2 separate regions of the Cyprinus carpio genome follow, and region 2 is linked to region 1. A link is a contact called in public Hi-C data. All regions are on one chromosome and are shown on one strand. The core of a region is the stretch at or near the end of the contact, and the rest is flanking DNA. Distances in the headings are between cores, read along the strand shown.

Evidence for each region. A called contact is a pair of places that touch in the nucleus more often than the background predicts.
Region 2: a contact with region 1 is called in a Hi-C map of red blood cells, with 3 times the contacts expected there. The contact joins the promoter of LOC109085625 here to the enhancer-like site in region 1. A contact is called at or near these places in 5 of 8 Hi-C or Micro-C datasets (liver, red blood cells and skeletal muscle).

Annotation. Positions count from the first base shown.
Region 1 is chrA15:14,421,760-14,428,466 of ASM1834038v1, forward strand. It overlaps LOC109085620 (serine/threonine-protein kinase SIK2-like), which reads right to left. Exons shown (of 15, transcript XM_042771089.1): 15 at 6,262-6,707. It also overlaps the pseudogene LOC109085623. Among protein-coding and RNA genes, the nearest start is that of LOC109093280, 27 kb to the left of the region's middle. Within about 2 kb of position 1,527, at least 1 of the 8 cell types and tissues checked has an H3K27ac peak or open chromatin away from gene starts, as enhancers often do.
Region 2 is chrA15:14,461,735-14,469,272 of ASM1834038v1, forward strand. LOC109085625 (layilin-like) reads right to left here and starts at 4,597. Exons shown (of 7, transcript XM_042771105.1): 1 at 4,332-4,597; 2 at 3,575-3,863; 3 at 2,472-2,629; 4 at 2,283-2,330; 5 at 1,457-1,546; 6 at 1,176-1,290; 7 at 194-1,065. The coding sequence starts at 4,410. The coding sequence ends at 759.

The DNA.
Region 1 (6,707 bases), core at 277-2,776:
AAATCAGGAAGGAGGCCAACAATTTTTCATACCAGTGTGTAGAATTTTTTTTTTTTTTTTTTTTTTTTTTTTTTTTTTTTTTTGGACAAAATACACACAATCATTCTTTCTGTACTTTGCTCTAAGTGACAACTTGTTTGTAATATGGAAGAATGTATGTTTTCAAGTTGTATTGCAGTGGGCAGTAAATCTGGTGGTGTAGCTTGAAAAATTACATGGATCTAAATCTGTTTGTATCTTTATTTCAGTCTTGATCTTCATGTTAGCATATGAATTAACATTAGTATCTTTGCCTTGTTCTACAGTATGTGCCATCCGAGAGGCTGCCACCTGCAACCTCATGAAGCTGGTGGAGAAGTTTGGAGCAGATTGGACCCAGAACACCATTGTGGCCAAAGTCCTTGGCATGGCCAGTGATTCCAACTACCTGCACAGGATGACCAGTCTCTTCTGCATCAATGTAAGTCTGGATGCCCTGGCTGGTGACTAAAAAAACTAAATGTTCTTCCAGTTGGAAGGCATTACATCAGTATCTGGTGTTGCAAAATGGGAATAACTGAAAGCCATTTTTTGGGGATGTGGGTCAGGCTCTGTCTGAAGTATGTGGACAGGAAATCACCACCAAGCACATGTTGCCTGTAGTTCTCAAGCTGTCCACTGATCAGGTGGCTAGGTGCTTACAGAAGATCAGACCAGTTTTGGACAGCAGCTATTAAATAATAGCTGCCTACACCTTATTGTTCTCAATGGTATAAGCAAACAAACTATAAGCAATACTAACAATGATATATTCAACAGTGCTTTGCAGGCAGAGGTTAAACCAGTCCTCGAGAAACTAGCTACAGACCAAGATATGGATGTGAAGTACTTTGCTCTAGAGGCTATTAGTGGTATGTATCTCTTTAACCTTCCAACATAAATCTTCTCAGAAACATTTTCATTCTCCTTTATGCAGTTTTTTTTTTCTGCTTTCTCCATAGTTCTTGCCTTGGCCTGTCTGACCTCCTCACCACATCCAGTGAAAACTGACAACACAAGACCTGTTGCATTCTATTTATTGTTCCTTTTGAATGATTAAGTATCGTCAGTGTGTTCTTGTTTACTCTAAAAGATATTCAATGCTCAAAGGATGAACTTTGTCAAGTTTTACCTCAAACACTGTCAGCGCAGATAAGCTCTGCATGATTGTACAATTATAGCTGTTCGCAAACATCAACCCATGAGCCATTCCAGTGTGATCGTATAGTAATCGGTACAAGCCTGCTTCGGCGTGCCATTTGCTTTTCTTAGACTGGAGCTCATCCTGCCAGTAGCAGATGGTGCGAAATGCCTGTTTATTTGTTTTAGTAGATTTGCTAGTGCACAGCACATTGTTTACATGTGCTTCCTCTGTAGAGGGAATAAAAATCTCATGTGCTCACATGGTTTAACCACAGAGTCCTCCGTGTGCACAGGGCAGATAGTGTTCTGAGCACATGGTTGGATTGCGGTCTCTCTAGAAATCACACCTTATCACACTCTAAAGTCACACCTTTATCATGAGCTTTTTCCATCTAGGGACCATATAATGTAATCAGTTGTGCTGTAACACAGGATACACGTACGAAACAACATCAATGCATGCAGTTTTAACTGCATTTTTGCACTTATGGTGGTCCTGAATACCCCTTTTTATAAACTTGTAGATTTTAGCTTTTGTGCCAATGAAATGTCTAGTTTTAATACTGTTTATTATTTTGTAAGTTTTTCAATATACATTTTTTCTCTTTAAGTGGAGGGCATGTTAAGTGATCATAAGTGGTCATGTCATGAAATCATTGGGCTGGTATGAAGGAATGGTGTCTTGTGTGGGACTTAAATCAGCAATATTCATTGTTACAAACAACTTGCACCTAGTGCATTTTGGGGGAGCCCTTTGTTTATGGTTAATATCATTTGAACGTGTAGTTTTGTTTTTGTTCTTTTTAACTCATTTGGTAAATGGGTGTACTTTTGGGAGCAAATAAAGTCATTTGAACTACGTATCTTGCAGTTGTCCTTTGATGTACTCTCACAGACTAATCGTTGCATAATTCTAACTGGAATAGGGTGTGCGTCACACCTGTTAAATATGGTCTCCAAGAGTTTGTCATCCTATATGAATTTTAAGGATTAATGTGCAATCAGGTTTTTGGTCTCCTGATGAAACGTTTTCTATAGTTACCTGGCTAGTGATCTTATTGGCAGTGTTGGATTGCGTGTTTTCGTCACCGAATTTGGCAGGAGTTGGTGGTACTGCGCTCTGACACTTCTCCAGAGTATCAGATGTCTTATTTAAGCAGAATTATTTCTGTAAAAACTGTTAGGATGGATTTGTGACTAGACTTATTTGGAACAAATTTGAACAGCTCACATCCTTAAGTTATTAGCGAGGGTAGCAAACTCTCCTGTATCATTTGAATTCGGACCCTAACAGTTCGGAGGCATTTAGTCATAGATCAGACTGACTTAAGATCAATGGTTTGCATGGGTGTTTAATACCGTCTCATTACCTGAACCTAAATGTGGAAACAATGGACCATTAGTGAGCTGTCTAAACCTCAAATTAATATCTTTAGTAATTACTCTTATAAATGGCCATGCAGTATATGATAGCATGTAGAGTACTAGAGAACAAAATGTGAAATGGACCTCTGTCTTGAAGGAAGTGGATATGTTCAAGTCAACTTTTTAAGCTGTGCTCTCATCAGTGTTAAGTCTATGTAATTCCTGTGTAGCTGAGATGGGTCATTGTGGCCAAATGTTTTCAGATGTTCCTGCTTGTGTTTAAGCAAGATTATGCAACGGCAGCTGTGCTGAAGATGGCTAATAATCATTTTGTTTAAACATCATGCTGAAATCAAAGACTGATGGCACTGAGATGTGGTCATCTACTCCCAAAATGCTGTAATTTCTTGTGTGTTTAGTTTCTAATGTTATTACATCATTCAAATGGTTATTTAATGGAAGCACAAATCTACTATTTCTTCACAATTACACAAGGTGTTCCCCAAGGTTAAGTACTTGGCACATTTTTTATTTTCTTCACTTTTGTTTCTCTGAGCTGATAAAATCTATCAACATGGTGTCATCTTTCACTACTAAACTGATGACATTCAGATTTCAGCACCGGCTCTGAAACACCACTTCTATCAGTTTCCTTGCTGCATCTCGCTGTGGCATCAAGTACTGGATGAGCTGTAACTTCCTGAAACTCGACTCAAAATCTTTTGATGTTAATTAGACAAAAACAAAGCTTGGTTTGTGAGTCAACATTAAAGCTCTCTAAAAACTGTAATCTAGGTGTCATTTGACTCATCCCTCTTTTTAATATGGCACTTGTTTTTAAGATTTTGTTATTTTTATATACGTACTTGGCATTGTCCCAAACTTACCATTACAGAGGCCGGATTGAACATGCCTAAACAAGCTAATCAAGGCCTTCAACATTACTAGAACATTACAGGCATCCTGCATCAATAATGCATTATTGTCCTTTTAACACATTACTTGTTTAAGGAAATAAACAAGATACAAAGTGTATCTCTGTTTGTAGTTTTGACGGACAATGTATTCAATTATAAATGTTAAATCTGACTTCAATCAGAAGACAACAAACATTGCATCTAACTCACAAAGGCCAACATTCATCGTCACGGGGACAATTAACATAGAGATTGAAAGCTACAACAAGTTTAAGGTTTTCTCTTACACCTATTGTTAATCTGATTTGACAAGTGATATCTGAATATTTTGAGAATATGCGAAGATTCTAATTGTTGCATACTATATTGCTGTAGCAATTCAATTTCCTTAGATTGCACCTTGGATATTTCATGCTTGTCTTATGATGTGATGGTCTTTCATGAGGCTAATGAACACCACTGAAGAATTCCAGTCCAGTCCTTTGTGATGTTGTGTCTCTTATGGATGAAATGGAATTGTATAAACTGTTTATAGACTAAGGAAAATTCTTCTCTTATTCATTATTCTTTATTAACTTTAATATTTTGTTAAAAAGGCAAATGTTTGTGGAGTGGCCATGCCTTTTGATTTCATAGTGTTGTAACGGTACACGGTGTTAAGATTTCAGCAAGTGCTAAACAATTAATTGAGACAGATATTAGTTATTACTAAATGATCTATCATATTTGTCCAAATGTGAGGAAAAAAAACTGCTGTTGGCTGATACCAAATTCAAAATTCTTGCCTAATGAGAGACGCACCAGTTGGAAACCATGATTCCAAGAAAATGAGGATTTGATGGCACTGACACTTATATACAGGTAAGCCATCACTGACCTCATTGGATCAGTTGTTTCTGTCCAGTTTAGCAGGCCAAATGAATCTGTGCCAATCTTGATGCTCCTCTGAGGATAATATGTCTGATAACCACCTAATTATGCTGTAATAATAGGATTCTGCAGCAATGGGACTATTCTTGCATTAAACACATTTGTCTCAGGTGTATCAAGAGTAACACCATTCCACTGTCAACATTGCTGCCATTGACTTGTGCTTATGTTTTATGCAAGTAGAGCAGGAACCTAAAATAGATTTTGTACCTGGTTTTACACTTTCTCTTGTTCCCGGTATAAATGAAATAAATGAAATTCAACAGAACTGCACTGAGCAGACAGGATGTGTGAAATGGACGTTTTTCAAACTGTTGGAAAAGACTTTCGGCTACAATACGATCTGATTTGAGTTGGGTAAGAGAAATATTTAGTGGTGGTTGATTTTGAGAACAGTGGAAAAAACAACAGTTTCTCCGCTTGTGTAATTTGTGAGCATTCTTGTGTGGTGAGCTGTCTGGAAATCGGGCTCTTGCCTCATATGTGATCAGAATGAGTGAATGAGAGTGAGAGTGAGAAAGAGAGGGCGAGAACGTACATGGATGTGTGAATGAGAACAAATGAGCTCAGGGTCATGTGAAAATCACAGCAGAAGAGGAAGCTTCCTTTGAGAGTGAACTCTAAATGCTCTGCTGAACAAATGAATTGAAACATTCTAATAGGGAATCATAAGTTTGTTGCACATAATTAAACTCACAAACCCCTTTACACACCAAAACTGTATTGTTTAATTGACTGATGTAGCATGAAATACTTTCTAATATTTCTATGAGGGTTTGTAAGGGGCTTTTTTTGTGCATCACACTGCTTTTCAATTGTTTTAAACATTCTAAACATGCTGGACGGTTAATGTGTGCATATAATGCAAGTGTACAGGACCGCTTCGGAAGCCTAATATTTGTAGGCCTATGTTTTCTTACACACTCCTATCATTTAACTTAAGACGACATTGATTCATCAATAGGTGTTGTTTGGGTTACCATCGTCCTCACTGTGTAATTGTGTAGTTTTTTAAGCATTATCTTTGGATGTCCTGTTATTATATTTATTCATGTATTTATTTATTTGGAATACTCAATAATACTCAATAAAATACTCAAGTAAAATTTAAAGTTATACTTTTTTACTTTTACTCAATTATGCTTTTGGCCAGATACTTTTAACTGAGTAAGATTTTCACTGAATATCTGTACTTTCACTTGAGTAGAATTTTTGAATACTTGCCCAAAATCAAGCAAAATTGATGGAAGGAGATCCGTTGGAAGACAATGACTGGATCTAAAACCTTCAGATAACAGACAGCAAATATCTGCGAGTTTGTAAGTTACTGAATACACACATTAAAAAAAAAAAAAAAAAAAAACAGAAATACTAGATGTTTGTGTAGCACAGTGTTGCCAAGTCTGTGGTTTTCCCGCAGAATTGGTCTACTTTAACACTGCTGCCGTGGGTTGAAGCGACACCAATAACATGATATTTAGCCACTGGAATGCAAATTTACTGGAGGATTCCCGCCGAAAAAACGTGTATTTAACCCCCCGGAATGCAAGTATTTTTTTTTTACCGCGGGAACCCCCTCCAAACGCGATTGGGCTAGTTTTGAGTATCAATTGGGCGGGTTTTGTTGCGAAAACCTGGCAACCCTGAGCACAAAGCACATCTCTCGCACTGTATGACGTGACAAGACCCCTTGTGAATTTTGACAAAAATGTGGTTCATTGTGAGTTATAAAAATGTTGTCACTCCGGAAAATAACCGAAGTCTGTGTGAACGTAGCCGTGTTCTACTGCTGTGTAAAAGTGACAATAAAACATTGGAAAAACAGTGCAGTCAAGTGAATTTGAGTTATGTTGAAAATCCCACCAGAGAAAATAAACACACAAAACGCTTTGTTCAATAAATCTTTTTTTGAAATCTTAACAGCACATTAGCTTATGTGTGGTCAACAACCATGAAGGTAAATGCAGAATTGTAGGATGTCCAAGGAATGGTGTTTGCCAGCAGGTGTGATTATGATATGGCAACACATTCACTAATCTGTTCATTCTGAACTATTCATAAGAAATATTGCTATTAATACTTTTCACCGGCATATACTGATTGACAAAACAAAAAAACAGCACTGTTACAACGCTGACCAAGAAGCTCCAAACTCCACACGGTGGGGTTATTATACAGGAACACTTCTGAGGGGACTTTGGTTTTGTACCTTTGTAAAACCTGGGTCTACATATGTCCTGTAACAATACCAACAGAATCAAACTGAAAAACAAGGTTATTAAAGAACTATTCACCCAAAAATCATTTACTCGCCCTCATGTCATTCTTAACCTG
Region 2 (7,538 bases), core at 3,347-5,846, 43 kb after region 1:
ATTCATTAGGGTTAAGTCAGAGCATTCCTATGACTTTTGCAGTGACTGCACTCAACTTTTTACCAATTATAACTAACAAGAAAAATGTATATTCACTATAAAAATATACAGTCTTCCTTTTCAGGCCTAACATTCCCTAACATTTCCAGGTTTTCCAGGAGTGCGGGAACAATTTTGATTAAACACAAACATCTGACAAAGATAGTATTATTAGTAGTACAAACAATATATCATTTACAATCCAAATATAGCACAAAACTCTCATCTTTTTGCTCATAATTTGATACCTGAAAGCAAAATACATATTCAATATGTTACAATAATGTTTTTTATATATATAAATCCTTCCATTCAGTTTTGACACAAAAGAGCTTACGAAGCAACTACACAGTCTTCAAAAAGAAGGGAACAGCAGTAGGTATCCTTTAGAGAGGGCTTTCTCAGAGACACAGAAGGATGTTGTTGAGATGAGCTGAGAGGTCAGCGCACTGTTTTGTGAATTTCCAAATGGAGGGTCCTGTTCCAGGATGCCAGCTTCCACAGAGGAAGCTCTCACAAGCCGATGACACCTTTATGCTACTTTGTATAGTCAGTTATGGGAATCTATACACCCCTGCATTAGACCCCCAATGACTTCCCCACCAGGTCACATAAAAAGAGCAGACATACAGACTGGAGAAGAGATCAAACATGATGGTGGGAGAGCCAGACACACTAGTGACAGAGACTTTACCAGTCAGTATACACTCTATAGTGTTTTAGTATCCATAGATGTCATTGTCCACCCATCCAGCCTCTACCGCCGAGGACCCCCGGGAGGTCTCGTAGATGTCATTAGTGACAAAACCGCACTGCGTGGGCCGGCTCTGGACGTTCTCATAGTCCTCAAACTGACTCTTTGCAGACGTCATACTAAATGTTCTGTTAATTTCAGAGCTCATGTACTCCAGATGAGCTCCAGACTGGTTGAATTTGTCGGTGCATTCATAATCCTTCTGACATTTTGGAGCTACGGGACGCACCCACTGTCCTGGCACAGCATAGACTTCATTCTGTTCTTTTCTCCTGCAAAGACACAGTTAGAGAGGATATTATATGGCAGGGTGACAGACAAAATAGTTCATAGAGAATAACAAACTAAGAAATGATGAAAATGTCAGCAGGTCTTTCCATACCTCCTTGACATGACTCTGTAGCAAAACACCCCCGACACAACCAATATCAACAGCAACATTACAGGCAGTGTGGCGAGGAGGATGTAGTAAATATTAGTGTCATCTGAAATAGAAACTAAGAGAAAGTCCATCATTATATAAAAAAGTTAATATCCAGAAAATTCTCATATATATATATATATATATATATATATATATATATATATATATATATATATATATATATATATATATATATATAATTCAAACAATATTCTATTTACCATTCATTTCTGAAATACCTGATGACTCAGAGAGTTCAGTTTTTATCTTGTCATTGTCTACTGTAATGGGCGGCAGGTGCTTTGGCACCAGAGTCAGGTTATCAATACCTAAAAACAAGAATCACTTTGAATGATAAATAAGCATTTATGGTGTTTGGCCTTGATGAATGACCTACTATGGATTTTGAGTCTGACTGTATACTTTAGGCAAAAGTATAATTCCACTTCCACCACTAGAGGTCATCATAAGCATTATTATCTTTTTAAAGTAATACTTCGCCTCAATATTAAAATTCTGTCCTTTTATTAGGTCCTAGTTTACACATTTAACTGATTAAAGTGAACAGGAGAGTAAATTATAATTTTTTGTTATTTTAAATTTATATACTATTATATTACATATTAATATATTTAATTATCTATTATTTTAATATATTCAATTTTAAATTTGAGTATTAGTAATTTCGTTATATGCTTTTGTTTTCTATTGATTTTTATTTTAACATTTCTATTTAGCTTTAATTTTGTTTTATATCAGTTTTAGTTTTAGTCATTTTAGTACTTCAGCTTGCACTTATTTATCTCAATTTACCAAGGCAGCATTTCAGATTTTTTTGGAAAAAAATTTTGATCTAATATTTATTTTATGATGATAACACTGTTAAATGATCAGAATTATTTGCACTTTTTTGGGAACTACCCCCTTAATCTTTGAGCTATGTAGGACATAATTTAGTTGAATCTGTAATTTAAGGTACTATCATGAAAAAAAAAAAAAATAGAACCATTATCGTGTCAGAAAAAAGTTGCAAATGCAACAGAGAAAAGTTAAGGAATTGTTTACCTGTGGGTGTTGTGATATTTCCTGCTGGAGTGGGGACAGGATGCTTCTCTAAACACACACAGGAGGCAGCAGAGTTTACTTTTGAAGTCCTCTTACATAATATGTTAACACTAAAGATGCTTGTCTCAGATTTGTTGCCAATTCAATATCTTAATGTGACAGCTAACATTAACATATGCAAAAGCCTACCATCTGAGTACTTGCAGATGAAATTATTCTTGGAATTGCAGTTGTCGTCAGTCCACTTGAACAGGCTGTGCTCCTTCTGGCCAGAAGAAGGTGAGGGCCTGTAGAATAATGCTACACACTTATCAAGGCCACATGAGGGCTCTGTCACCAACCAGTTCCTAAAAAAAATCACAGACTCACTGAATATTCTATATCAGATTTACCATTCTGCTTTCACTTGAAGGAACAGTTCACCAAAAAATTACTAATTAATTAAATTAATAATTCTGTCATCATTTACTTACTTTATTTCCTGATTCAGAGGACTTAGAATATAGAATATACTAATTGAAAAATAAAATATTATTTTATATGCTATTATATTATTTCATTTATTATTTATCTTCAATTGGCTTTTATTTTTACAGTCAGTTTTCATTTTAATTTTAGTTTAAGTTTTAGTAATTTTGTTTTGTGCTTTTGAAAATCTTCAAATATTTCTCTTCTGTGTCACATTTTAGTATTTTGCTTTCACTGAAAAGCTCACCAAAAATTGCAATCAACATTTACTCACCAACATGATTCAGAAGACTTAAAACATAGAATACATTAAAAGAACACAGAATTATATTTATATAGTATTATAGTATTTATTTTTTATTTTTAAATAGCTTTGATTTTTACATGTAGAGTTTTCATTTTAATTTTGTTATATGCTTTTGTCATTTTTTAATATTTCTATATAGCTTTAATTTTTTTCCCATTTTATTCATTTTAATACTGCAACTTAAACCTTTTTTCAGTTACTTGCCAAGGCAACATTTCTAATTTAATATGTATATTTCTATTATATAATATGTATATTTTATTTTATTTCAGCTTTATTTCAATTACCAAAAACTATTAAGGTAGTATGGAGTTTTGGTTTTAATTATAATAACTACAACTTATTGTGAAGAAAAGAATTCACAGGAATGACATGAGAATGAAGAAATTACTGAATTTTATTTTTTGGGAAAACTATAACCAAACATGCAAAAAATTAAAATAAATAATAATAAATAATCAGTCAATCAATTAATCAATCACAAGAATATTTCAGATTATTACTGCAAATATCCAACCTGAATGTGGCCTGACTGTAATCCAACCAGTGATACTGTGATGAACAATCAGAATTATATTGTGAGCTCCTTCGTAGCCCAATCCAGAAGTCTCCATCAGAGGCCCTGAGCTCCTGCACAAATCTCTCCACCAGACGTTGCTCATTCTCGGTCTCAATGCTGAGCAGCTCTCCATCACCCTCCCTGCATTTCTGTCTGGCTGCCTCAAAACTTGCTCTGAGCCCGATGTCCTGGAAGCTTGTGATCTTATAGCAGGGCTTCTCTGTCCCTCTCCGGCATATCCTGTGATCTGCAAACCACATCAACAAAAACCGCTGATGTTAGTATTGAACCTGAAGTACTGTTATGGAAATATTGCAGGAACCTTTATAGGAAAGTTGGCGATGGAACATATGCGAGCAAAGAGAGGAAGAAACCAGTAGAACTTTCACAAACTTCCAGGCGGAACAGCCATCAGCCATATCCTCCCTCACTAAAAAACAGCTGTGACCCAAAAATAAAATCCATAAACAAACCACTGTAACATAAAAGAACTCTGCTTAAGCGTTTGTTGCATCACCAGACGCTTATATTCGAAAATATGGTTCTGCAAAACAAAGGCTTCAAAAATCATTATTGAAAAAGACTGCAGTCTCTTAACCGAAACTATCGTATTATTAGACTGTCATTATTAAATACTGTGCACTCAAGAAGCACACAAAATCTAACGAAGTAAGATCATTTGAATATCACTATGCCTGAACAAGCAGAAACTCACCGCCGAACGCGCTTGATGCGCAGCAGCAGAGATGGAAACAAACTGCTAAAACGGTTCCGATCAGTTTCATGAACTCCATCTCTACATAGCTTCAATGGCACCACACGACTGTTTCTAGATCCTGCCGAAACGTCCCGCTGTCAGACAGAACCCAACGTTGTCAAGTTTTCGCTCAGACTCCAGAAAGGTTGCTCGAGTCTCCGAATCCAAGTGGCTGGCTGCTAGCAGAAGCTGCTGTAGCTGTTTTTGCGCTCCCACTCATTACGTGTGAAGTGTTCCGAAATGGGTTTTTCTACATCGCATGTTTTTGTTCGGTATTTTTAAATAAACAAGCTAATAGTAACTTAGCTAACACATGTTTAAAAGATTACACAAATGTATTTATGTGCGTGTTTACTTTTTTATGTGTCTTTGAAAAGCAGTACAGTTTTGAAATTTAGCACCACATCACTCCTCTGCAGTGAATGGGTGCCGTCAGAATGAGAGTCCAAACAGCTGATAAAACATCACAGTAATCAACAAGTATACTCCAATTCTTCAATCAACGTCTTGTGAAGTGGAAAGCTGCATAAAAGCTGCTTGTGTGTAAAACACATCCATCATTAATGTGTTTTAACTTCAGACTAATAATTCCGGACAAAATTTAGAGTCCATAATCCATAATAACGTTTCATCCGGTGAAAAGGTCCATCCTGTTGTCCTCACATCAAAATTTACCAACATATTTGTTTAGAACTGTTTTGGACTGTTTTCACATATGAACAGTGCTTGATCTGTACATACAGTAGGCTATAGTATTTCTCTCTTGATTCAGATGAGACGACACTTTCACTTTCACTTTCAAAAGCAATATCATGGATAGAGGATTTTAGCTGGAAGCAATTGTTTGAAGTGAAAGAAAAAAAAAGCGTTAATGATTTGTTTACAAACATGCAGCTTTTTGCTTCACAAGACGTTAATCGATGAACTGGAGTCATGGAGTACTTGTGGATTAATCTGATGTTTTTATTAGCTGTTTGAAATCTCATTTTGACGGCACCCATTCACTGCAGAGGATCCACTGGTGAGCAAGTGATGTACAGGTAATGCTACATTTCTCCAAGTCTGTTCTGACGAAGAAACAAACTCATCTATGTGTTGGATGGCTTGAGGGTGAGTACATTTTTTTTTCAGCAAAATTTTTATTTTTGAAGGAACTTTTCCTTATCTTTAAGTTGTTAAATTGCCAAATTGTTGTTTTATTTTTATTTGGTAGTGCTTTGATTTTTTTTTATGTTAAATATGTTGCAGGATATAAGTGGAAAGTAACCATGTGCATGAACTTTTAGCAATGTATTATGTTTTTCCTGCATCATTACTAAACATCAATCACTTTGTAATCACCGTGGTTTCTGTTCATATAAAATCTGAGACATGCAGTGCAGAGGGACCATTTTTTTTGGCTCACTAGCAAACTGGCAGAGGAAATAAGATTACTTTTTATGAGGTCGACTGGTCTGTGCAAGTCAAAGGAGCTCAGTCACTGCTGTTGACCCTGCCAACTCACAGTCAGCCGCACACTATCCTCAGGAATAGGAAGCCAGTCAGGAAAGGAAGCACACAGTTTTTCAACAGTCTGTTTCCTCTTCATCTTTGTGGTTTGTTTTTTTGTTGTGTTTTTTGTCCTTTTTCATTTCCAGACATTTCCCCCTTGACCTGACAAAGAAAATAAATTCATTAAACAGCTTAAGCTGGAAAATATAAACTATAAAAACCTTTCTGGTGTGCATGGCAGTTACAAGAGGCCTACTTAGTTCAATTCTTGGTAGAGGCAACCTCCTACAGTGTTACTGTGTAATCATATATGCAGTGAAATCTTTGTAGGGTATTTCGAACAGATCCTGCAGATGTCATGAGGTTTTGGAGAAATTAGGGAGAAGCCATCAGGCCAGTGGCACTGCATGTGTAGTTTGTTTGTACTGATCTCTGGCAGGCTGCCCAGACTATTTGCCCCTCCTAACTGAATGTAGTCGGTCATGTCCCTTTTATTAGATTCAAGTCACTTATTTCGAGAACCACTAACTTCTGAACATATGCTTGGCATTAGCATTGAACCCTTTTGAAAAACAGCACGATTGTTAGAGTTTTTGCTTTGTTCTGTTTACATCATTAGACGTTTACATTATTTACATTGTTCTATTATTCTATCTACTACATTAATATTGTAGAACTTGCATTATACAGCAGCATGTCTCCAAGCAACACACATTAGTGACGTTTCTTCCCTAAATAAAACTTTAAATTATTAGTTTGAGTGAATGATTCAGTGACTCACTCATTACCAGAGGCTAATACTGCTCTCACTATTTCTGTCATAAAAAGATATTAGAGAAACAGAAAGTATACTATGTTATTCCAGAATTAGACTGAATGACTCATTCATAAAGACTTGCCATAACAATGCTACCTGTATGTCAGCACTCCTAAAACCATTCCGATTCAGGGACGGGAACTAGCTGATGTGTGTTCCTGGATATTAAAATGACTATTTTCACAGAATGCCTTCCTGGCATTTTAGGCTGTGCTTATTTCAAAAAATCTACAGTAACATGCAGCTTGTACAGTTTGTTTAGGTGTGTTCAGTTTGTGTCACCTTGTGTGGATGCTGCAGCTTGCATATTTATTGCACATGCATATAGAATGGACATTAAAGTTTATCTCACGAATGCTAAGAATTTTCTATAACCTGGATGCAGGAAAGTATAATATTGCAACAGCCAGATATGAGCATTTAACAAGTACAAGCTGACTCTTGTAATAACTAAGAGACGAGTTTGAGAAGACACCAGATCCACTGCCACTGCTTTCAGTGACATCACAGACAGATTTTGAACGGACTGAACTACAGTATTTGTTAAAAACGTGAAAGTTCAACATTATGCATGCTTATTTTGTGCTCGAACCGTTATCTATAGCAATAAACAAGATAATAGATTTAGGGAAGCGCCATATATTTCATTTTTGACGGGAATGAACACGATGCTGTGAGGGATTCAGTTGTAGGTTACTGTTGTTTAACGATATATGGATTGTCCAGTCGACGAAACGTCTTTCCGAAGGAGAATAAAAAATAAATAAATAAATAAATAAAAATCGACAAAAAAACGCCATAAAAGTTCATTATCATTATATAGTGCGTAAATTAGCAATGGCATCTTAATACCACAT